2 separate regions of the Podarcis muralis genome follow, and region 2 is linked to region 1. The links are chromatin contacts, called in public Hi-C maps. All regions are on one chromosome and are shown on one strand. Each heading gives the region's core, a stretch centred on a gene start, on an enhancer-like site or on the middle of the called end of the contact. The rest is flanking DNA. Distances are from core to core; before and after follow the strand shown. Region 1 holds the start of TFB1M (transcription factor B1, mitochondrial). Region 2 holds the start of SCAF8 (SR-related CTD associated factor 8).

Region 1 (4,512 bases), core at 607-3,106:
AGAAAATGGAAACAGACAAAATCATAAGGAAATCCTTGAAACCCATCATTAGTTTTACAGTACCACGGAGAGAACATTCTTCCCTGCTTTGCGGAACATTTGTGCAAACGGCCTCCCAAAATCACTTCCTTTGCAAGCAGGACACCTCTGACAATCATCCCTAGAAATTGTTCGAAGAAGGTATGTGTATTTTTAGCTACACCATATCCGGCAGCTGGAATGCTAGCATGTGACATTTCAACCTGTGTTCAATAATTTGTGCCCTAGAACAGTTGGTCATGGACCCAGCAAGAAAGGAGACAGCCCAACACTTAATTCTAAGTGGTGCCCAGGACCTGTGTAAGACACAAATGTTGAATTGATTGGACGTTGCCACTGAATATGAAGACATAGTATTGAGAACCTGAAACACTTTACTATTGTCAGATTAAATTAAGAATATGGAACAAATGAAGTTGCTGTATGTTCACCACTTGTAGACTGAAAACTACAGCTGTAGAAATATTTCTCAAGATAAGTTTGGGTGCTTACAGAGGACATTAATACTGCAAATGTGTTGTCACCAACAGTTTTTTTTATTTATCAGATTTTCTACAGAAGGGGGGAATTAGATTAAGGGGAGGGGGCAGGGCCAGTTTAGAGGCCCTAAGCACTTGATTTTGGTGCCCCCATATCTAATTCAAAAGTAAGCAATAATAAACTGTAAAATGAAACAGTATTTTTCAGAATGAAACAAAATCTAAAGATTGAAAATAATGGTTTTTTTGTATACTTCCACTTTGTATTTTTTTAAAAATCCACATTTTCTAATTGCAAAACTAATCTTACATAACACATAAGCTTCTATACTTAGTAGAGATAAGGCATCCAGCCTCAACTCTCACTTCTTGCCTTTGTCTTTCTAATGATGGTAGTTAGACAAAAGCCAGAGCTGAGAGTTGAGGGAGGGCCCCCCACCAATTTGCTGTATGACACAGTTATCTTAGATAGAGGGGCATTACCTCACCCAAAAGCTAGCCTGGATCTTCCAAGAATTGAATCTGTGCTGGATCCAGTTATTAGAAGGGGGCTTGGGCGCACAACCCATCCGCCACAACTCATAACAATAAAATTAAAAAAACAATCTAATGCAAAAGATGTGCCATCTTCTGTCTTCAACCACAAATCCACACACTGTGGACCACCTGAATAACGCTTGTGGACCACTGATGGTCCATGTTCCAGAGCTTGGGAACTCTTGGCTGAGAAAACAACTGAGATTTCTTGCTGTTTTCTGTTGTCAGTGTGAAGTCTATGAAATCCCCTCACACCTTTGCTAGACTTGGGGAAATGTGACTGACCTGACCAAGGGTCAGCATGACAGAAGGGAGTTCTTGATTGCTATAAAAATTAGCTTTTCGTTAGTATTCTGCATTGCATTCTACATACTAGCTACACCTTCTCACAGAACCTCATCTCCTAAGGCCAAAATACTATCTCTCATGGTTACTAAGCAGAGGGGGAACTGCACTTTGCACATGTCCAGAGACGCTCTTTTCTCGCTGGAATCTGTTGTTATGACTCCGATCTCTCCTATGTTATTCCTTATTGCATGATCCTGACCCAGAGTCAAATCTCCACTGAAGATGGAGGAAGAGCTTAAATGCCACAGAAGGATCTCAGATCTTCCCGCCCTTCGCTCTTGAGGGCTGGCTGAGAAAGTTGGGTGGTGGAAAGCAGCGAGCGAAAAACTCCGGAAACCACGAAGAGGCGGAAGAAGGCAGCGAAGCAATAAAGCGTTGAGCGGCGAACGCCTTCCTCGAGCGCTATACGCAGCCAAGTGCGTCCCGCCCCCTTTAGGCGCTAATGAACACCAGCCAATGAGCGGGCGGCTGTCGGCAGTTGGGCGGAGTTCTCCCTGGAGAGAAGACAAGAAGAAGGGGTAGAGCGTCTTTTCCAATCCTGCAGTGGGAAGAGGGTGAATGATACGGATTTCCGCATCCGGGGTCATGAGGGCATTTTTTTTTTTATTTAAGGGAGGTGGGGGGGGGAAAGGGGTATTCCATCTCATTAGGAACAAGCGAGCACTCCCCTCCCCCGGTATTTGTGTTCCTCGTCGTTTTACTTCATTCCGCCTCTTTCCTAATGCGGCGTCTTGTGAGGGAAACGGACCCATAACTGTAAGTTGCAAGCGCCCGCCTTCGCTTCTCGCGCGTTTTCCCCCGCCCCTCCCCGCGTTGCGCGTGCGCACCGGCGACCTGAGCGCGCGGCGGCTGGTTCTGTCGGCTGCTCTGCTCCTCCTGTGCGCTCACGCCGACTCCCTTCAGTGAACTGGCCGAGAGCCTTTTCGGTTAGAGCCCAAGAAGCCCGTGACGGGAGGCGGGGTATGCCCTTCCCTCGACCCCACCATTATCAAATCCATTATCAAATGCTGTGAAAAACGTGTATAAACTGTTGTCAGCGGGCTCCAAGAGAGGTTCTTTTCTTTAGCCAGTTGGCAGCCCGAAAGCTTCTGCCCCTCAGTTCACGCAGAGGAGCGGCGTGTGGCGCCTTGCTTGCTAAACTTGAGTAGGTTGCCCTCACGGAAGACCAGTGTTTCTATATACGGCCCTTGCAGGTTCTTGCAAGGCAAGGTAGAGTTGCCATAGGGGGGGGGGGGCTGCGAAAAGCGGGGTTTGAATGTTTTCTCGAAGTGAGTTTAGAAGCATCCCAACATATAACAACCAGGATTGCAAGAGCAACTTGTTATTATCTCGTGTGCTGCTTCCTAAACCACACATAAATACAGTGGTACCTGAGGTTAAGTACTTAATTCGTTCTGGAGGTCCGTTCTTAACCTGAAACTGTTCTTAACCTGAAGCACCACTTTAGCTAATGGGGCCTCCTGCTGCTGCCGCGCCGCCAGAGCACAATTTCTGTTCTCCTCCTGAAGCAAAGTTCTTAACCCAAGGTACTATTTCTGGGTCAGCGGAGTCTGTAACCTGAAGCGTATGTAACCTAAAGCGTATGTAACCCAAGGTACCACTGTATTTGTATCCACTCTAGGCCATATTTTCAGTCAGAAAGTCTTCAGAAACATATAACATAAAGTTTTGGGTACTTTAGAACGTTTGATGCTGACGGAAAGCATGTGTTGGATGTTGCTGGTCCAACTAAAAAAGCTTTAATGTGGGAGGGTGTAGAATGTCAAGGCCTCTTAAAACTTGATAGCCAAATATATAATAAGTTCTAATTTAATCTTTTCCTCCTAATATTTTGCTAGTGGCAAAGAGTAACACTTTTAATCAATGGCTGCATCAAGACAAGCGGCTATGTTCCGCCTACCACCTCTTCCAACAATTGGAGAAATTATTAAACTGTTTAAGCTCAAAGCTGAAAAGCAGCTGTCCCAGAACTTTCTTCTGGATCTGAGACTTACAGGTAAGCAGTCTGTGTCATCTTTCAGTTTTCATACATATACTACTTTGTGGTTTTCTACATTTTTAAAAAGCTGTGTTTAAATAGATTATATTTGTATGTTTATTTAAATTGAATGCACTATGTTTAAATTATTCAAACATGGATTAGCAGTTTAAGCATTCTATTGTTTTGTTAGAAAAAGGACCCATTGAGTTTAATGGGACGTACTCCCAGGTAAGTGAGTGCACAATTAAAGGCCAGATATGGCATGATTCATGAAAATATTCCATATAGGCAATTCTACCACAATTGCTCGCTCAAAACTCCAACTCTTCACAGGCCTCTCCAAGGTCAGTGCAAAGGCTCCTGGAATTGCACTTGTTAAGGCTCGTTGGGTTGCTAGAAGCTATTTTTGGGCAGTTTTTGCGCTCTTTTGGGGCCATTTTTGCGTTTTTTTGGGGGGGGGGCACTTCCAGGTTCATGGCGATGTGTGTGGTCATGGTTGTGCATGCCTTGAACGCACATAAATGCGGAGTTGCATATACTCCAGGCCTTAATTATGTAGTGTCTACAGTTTAGAATACTTCAGTATGGTAGCATAGGTCAAGGGCTATCAATTTACCTCTATAGCGTGTACTGATGATATAAATTAATGGATAAAGTTATGTTATGCAGAGCCAGGTTATCACCCAAACTGAAACATACACAATGTGCCCCGTACTGAAGCCACTAGTGAAAGTGATGATTCTCTTATTTACTTTCACAGTGACCCATTGAGGTAGACCATGTGGAGAGAGTTCATGTGTGGCAATGTAATTCCTGTGAACTAAATGTCACGTGTTTAACCAGTTCACTAGGCCATTCTCCCTGATAGCTTTGCACTGTCTTCTTCTTTGGTGATCACTCGTAGCCAAGTAAGATTGTCTTCCATAAACACAGTTTTAACAATGAGTCCGTAAGTGACTGTGGAGGCCAATTCTGGATCCACACGTCCTTCCACAGTGGGGACATTGGTTTCTGGGTGGGAGCTGATCATGGTGTGGATTTGCCAAGCGTGCCTTCCTCCTAGCACGTTTCTCCCTTGCGTCCTGAGTTTGAGTGTCTTCAAAACCCACGACACCTTTGGTAAAAGCT
Region 2 (4,512 bases), core at 791-3,290, 270 kb after region 1:
CACAGGCTTTCAGCCTTGCCATATAAGGTACCATGAATGCACTCTTTCAATATATTGTATCATGTAATACTATCATATTCATAGATGTAGGTTTGTTTTGAAAACTAAATACACATAGTGGTTTTAAAAGCTGGAGTTCTGCTGAAAAAAGTACACCTTGCAGTATAATGCAGTACCGCCATATTCATAGATGTAGGTTTGTTTTGGAAACTGAATACTGTACACATACTGGTTTTAAAAGCTGTAGCTCTGCTGGAAAAAGTACATCCTCACACCGTGCATAGTCAAAACTACAGAATTCACTCCCACAGGAGACAGTGATGGCTACCAACTTGGATGGCTTTAAGAGAGGATTAGACTAATTCATGAAGATAGGACTACCAACAGCTACTAGCCACAATGGCCATGTTCCACCTCCACTGTCGGGAGGCAGTATGCCTCTGAATACCAGTGGGTCAGAGTGCTCTTGTGCTCAGGTCCTGCTTGTGTGATTCCCACAGGCATCTGGTTGGCCACTGTGAGAACAAGTTGTTGGGCTAGATGGGCCATTGGCCTGATCCAGCAGCTCTTCTTATGACAGTATAGCAGTTCTGAACGTTAGCCTCTAGTTGGTAAATAAAAGTGTGTTTGGTTTCTCCTTTCTACTTATTTCCCCTGAAAAGTGTGTACTTTTAAACAGTATTAAATCACTTTTCTAAATAAAGCTGCATGCTGTTTGTACAACTGGAGTTTTACAGCTTTATTGTGAAAAACTGATTTCATTCAAGGACACATGTCTGTGCAGATTCTCAGCAACCGGGGTTTCCTTTCTTTCCAGACCAAATATTTTTCAAAATTAAGCGACATATCCAAACTCCAACGTGCATACAAAAAAGACTTTCATTTTCAATAGCAAGGTGGCTTTTTTTTTTTTTACAGGCCAACTTCTACTGTAACTATCTGACCCTTCTATTTGGCGTAATAATATTCTGCATGCGGAGCAGCAAACCCACTCGGTACGCTCCTGGGAAGAGGGGGAATGTTGTGCATGTGATGCTTGTTGCTTTAACAGGCTAACGGAGACGCAGACTTTTATCAGGCCTCTTCCACCATCTGCAGTGTTGCTGTCTCGATATCCCAAAACATAACCTACAAAAGCAAAGGCTGGTACAGCGCGTTTTAGTTTTGACTGCAGCAGAGATAGACGAGCATCATGGAGGGAAGGGGGAGGGCGGCGGCGGCTTATTAACCTCCCCCCCTCCCCGCCATAATGTGGGCAGTCACGATGGAGGGGGCGGCGACACACGGAAGGTGCTCGGGCAGTATTTAAACAAGGACGGGCAGGGCAGCATTTCAACGGGGCAGAGAGAAAGAGAAGGTGAAAGTGGGGAGGGGAAAGGGAGCAGGGGGGTCAGGAGAACACGGGCCAGAAAGGGAAAGCAGCCGGTTTCTTATTTTCACCTCTCCCCAATTCCCTCCCTCCCTTGTATTTCATCGTTTATATAGGAACCGGGCCTCCCAGACTAAGGAAGAGAGCGCCCCCCCCCACCCTCCTCCTCCCTCCCTCGCACCGAGGGCCTCTCCTTTCCTCGTACCTCTCGGGAGGGGAGAGGCCACCCGGCGCCTCCCCGCCCCTGGGCCTGCCCCCGGCGACCAGAAGCGGGGCCCCTGCCGCCCTCCGCCCGCCCCTGGGCACAGACCTCGCTGTTGAAGGCTTTCACGGCCTCCATGTTGTGGCGGAGGGAAGAGGCTGGCGACGAGCTGAGCGGGAGGGGGGACGGCGGCTCTGCTCCCTGCTGTGGCGGCGGCGGCCGGTTTCCTTCAGAGGCCTTCGGGCCTTGTCGCCATGGCGGCGGCGGGGTGGCGGGCGGGCAGTCGGGTAAGGGAAGGGGGCTCCTCCCTTGCTCCGCTGGGCCGCCCCAGGGCAGGCTCCGCTGGCGCTGCAGGGACAAACACGCAATAGCTGCGGCGCGGGCACCAATATGGCGGCCGGGAGGGCTCTTCGCTCGCTCGCTTGCAGCAGCAGCAGCGCAGTTCTCTCTCCGAGAGCAGCCGAGATGCCGGCTAGAGCGGCCCCTAGCGGGCGACCGAAACGCCGGGCAGACAGCCGAGAGGAACGGCGGGACACCAGAGAAAGCAAGAGACGCAGAGCGGCGTCCCGAGTTCCGCCACCCCCCCCCCCTTGGCGGACTACAGGCAGCTAGGGTTGAGGACGAGCTCCCCTCGCAGGGAAGTAGGAGGTAGTGCAGCTTGGTGGGCGGCGGCGGCAGAAAAAGAACGCAGCTTTTGGTCAGCTCTGGGCGCAGAGGCGCGCGCAGAATGTCTCTGTGTTGGTTAGCAAGAGATGCGAGGGGACAAGAGAGCTGTCACCGCCAGGCTCGTTGCTGGATCCTGCGCTGTTTTGCTCTCCCACCCACCCTCTCAGAAGTCCCATCGAGCTGAATTCAAGATGGATTCCGCACCCAAGGGGGGAGGAGAGCGTTGCAGACTGAGGCTGCAATCCTGAATGCGCTTACTCGGGAGTAAGGGTCCCTGGAGACAGTGGTATTTGCATAAACACACATAGGATTGCTCTTTCAGCAATATCCCTACCGGATATGCCGTTACAATATAGCTGTTCTAAATCTGCTCTTAACAATGTTTATGAAATAACCATCTTTGCAGTGCCACACATGTATTCTCATGAATTAAGTCCTACAGTGTTTAACGGGACTTACTCCTGGGTAACTGGCACCGTAAATTGGATTTGCAGTCATCGTTAAATTGTAGGTTTGTTTTGAATTTTACAATCTTGAATAGTTACAACAGAAAACTTTAGACACTCTTCTACACAGAGTATTCAGTAAGAACAAAAACACAGGAAGCAACAAAAAATGCATTTTTTAAAACAACCAAAAGGCAGCCATCCTTTTTGTCAAGCTCATTTGCCAAATGATTGGTTGATGTTTTCTCTAAAGAAAAGTCTGTGATTGTGTTACAGCTGGAGGTCTTCCTCGGGTGCTTTGAATGGAAAAAGCCACCAGAACGGGAAGGGAGACCACCTCCCAAAATACATGTGTTCAAAGGAGCAGCATTTGTGGAGACAGAGTTGGACTAACCTGAACTGCTGCTGGACTCCTAAGGGCACCAAGTACCAGATGCCTGATGTTGGGCTTGTCAAGGGTGTGTTTGCTGCTTGCCTTCCACCTGTTGTGAGCATAAGAACAACACTTACCTCAGACCAATGGCCAGCACTAGTGGCTAACATGGGAAATCCACAAGCAGGACCCGAGTGCCGCAATGGTCTCCCCACATATAATTCCCAGCCACTGGTATTCAGAGGCTTACTGCCTCTGACAGTGGAGGGTACGGCCAAACTCACCATGGCTTGTACCCGCTGATAGCCTTACCCTCCATGAATTTGTCTAAGCCCTTTTTAAAAGCTATCCAAGTTGGTGGCTATCACTGCTTCTTGTTAGAGTGAAATTCATGGCTCAGCTATGTGCTTTGTGAAGGAATAGTTTCCTTTTTGTTTGTCCTGAATCTCTTCCAACATTCAGCTTCCTTGGATGTCCATGAGTTTTAGCATTATGAGAAAGGGACAATGTGGGCAACTTCTCCCAATCCACATTCTCCAAACCAGGCACAATTTTATGCAACTGTCCTTGTGTGTGCAGATTAAATGATAAAGAGGATAGCAGCTTTCAAGTGCAGCTGGGAAAATATGCTGGATATCCAATTTCTAATATTAATGAGCAATCAATATATACAGAAGTGTGTTCATATAAAAGAATCACTAGAAGATACAGTACCCCGGTACTTAATACCTTATTGGTTATTCCTTTTAATAAGGACCTCAGAATAACAAAGCTACTACATTTTTAATAGCTTAGCCAAGTCATAAATAAAATGTAATAGATAGCATTACAGAAGTTGAAATGTTATTTTTTTAGTCCTTAGTGTTATTTTTATTAACTGATTTTAGATTTCTGGACTGTAATTATTTTTCTTTGAATTTTGTAATGGCCAATGCAGCTAAATAACACAAACTGAAAAGTTTACATGATTTTTGGCACATTTGGTGGAATTTTAATTAAAACATTCTGGTGAAAGATGCTTTTTATATAGTTCCATTTACAATTCATACTCAGAATAGCCCACTGAAACCAACAGACATGACTAATGTAGGTCCATTAATTTCAGTGGGTCTGTTCTGAGTTGAACTTAGTTGGATACAACCTCTAATATTTTGGAACTGTTAGTGATACTGCCTGGGCATTTTGAGTACAAAGAAATGATGTGAACCAACATTAAAAGAATAGCAAACAAAGATGTGGAAAATAACTGAAATGTGCACTGTTTGCCATCTAAGAAATAGTAAATGGCAAACAGAACTTTAAAACATTTTGGCTGTATTGAATTCATGATTACATATACTTTAGATTGGATAGGGTTTAAATATCAAGTCTATGTTTGATATGACTATCATTTGTGCACATATTTATTCTATACAGTGGTACCTCGGGTTACATACGCTTCAGGTTACATATGCTT

Evidence for each region. Hi-C and Micro-C count contacts between places; a contact is called where the count stands out from the background.
Region 2: a Hi-C map of tail shows a contact between it and region 1, with 5 times the contacts expected there. The contact joins the promoter of SCAF8 here to the promoter of TFB1M in region 1. A contact is called at or near these places in 2 of 3 Hi-C or Micro-C datasets (blood and tail).

What each region holds. Positions count from the first base shown.
Region 1 is chr3:54,513,841-54,518,352 of rPodMur119.hap1.1, forward strand. TFB1M (transcription factor B1, mitochondrial) reads left to right here and starts at 1,857. Exons shown (of 8, transcript XM_028723737.2): 1 at 1,857-1,994; 2 at 3,242-3,399. The coding sequence starts at 3,267.
Region 2 is chr3:54,782,892-54,787,403 of rPodMur119.hap1.1, forward strand. It overlaps SCAF8 (SR-related CTD associated factor 8), which reads right to left and starts at 2,041. Exons shown (of 22, transcript XR_003705926.2): 1 at 1,680-2,041.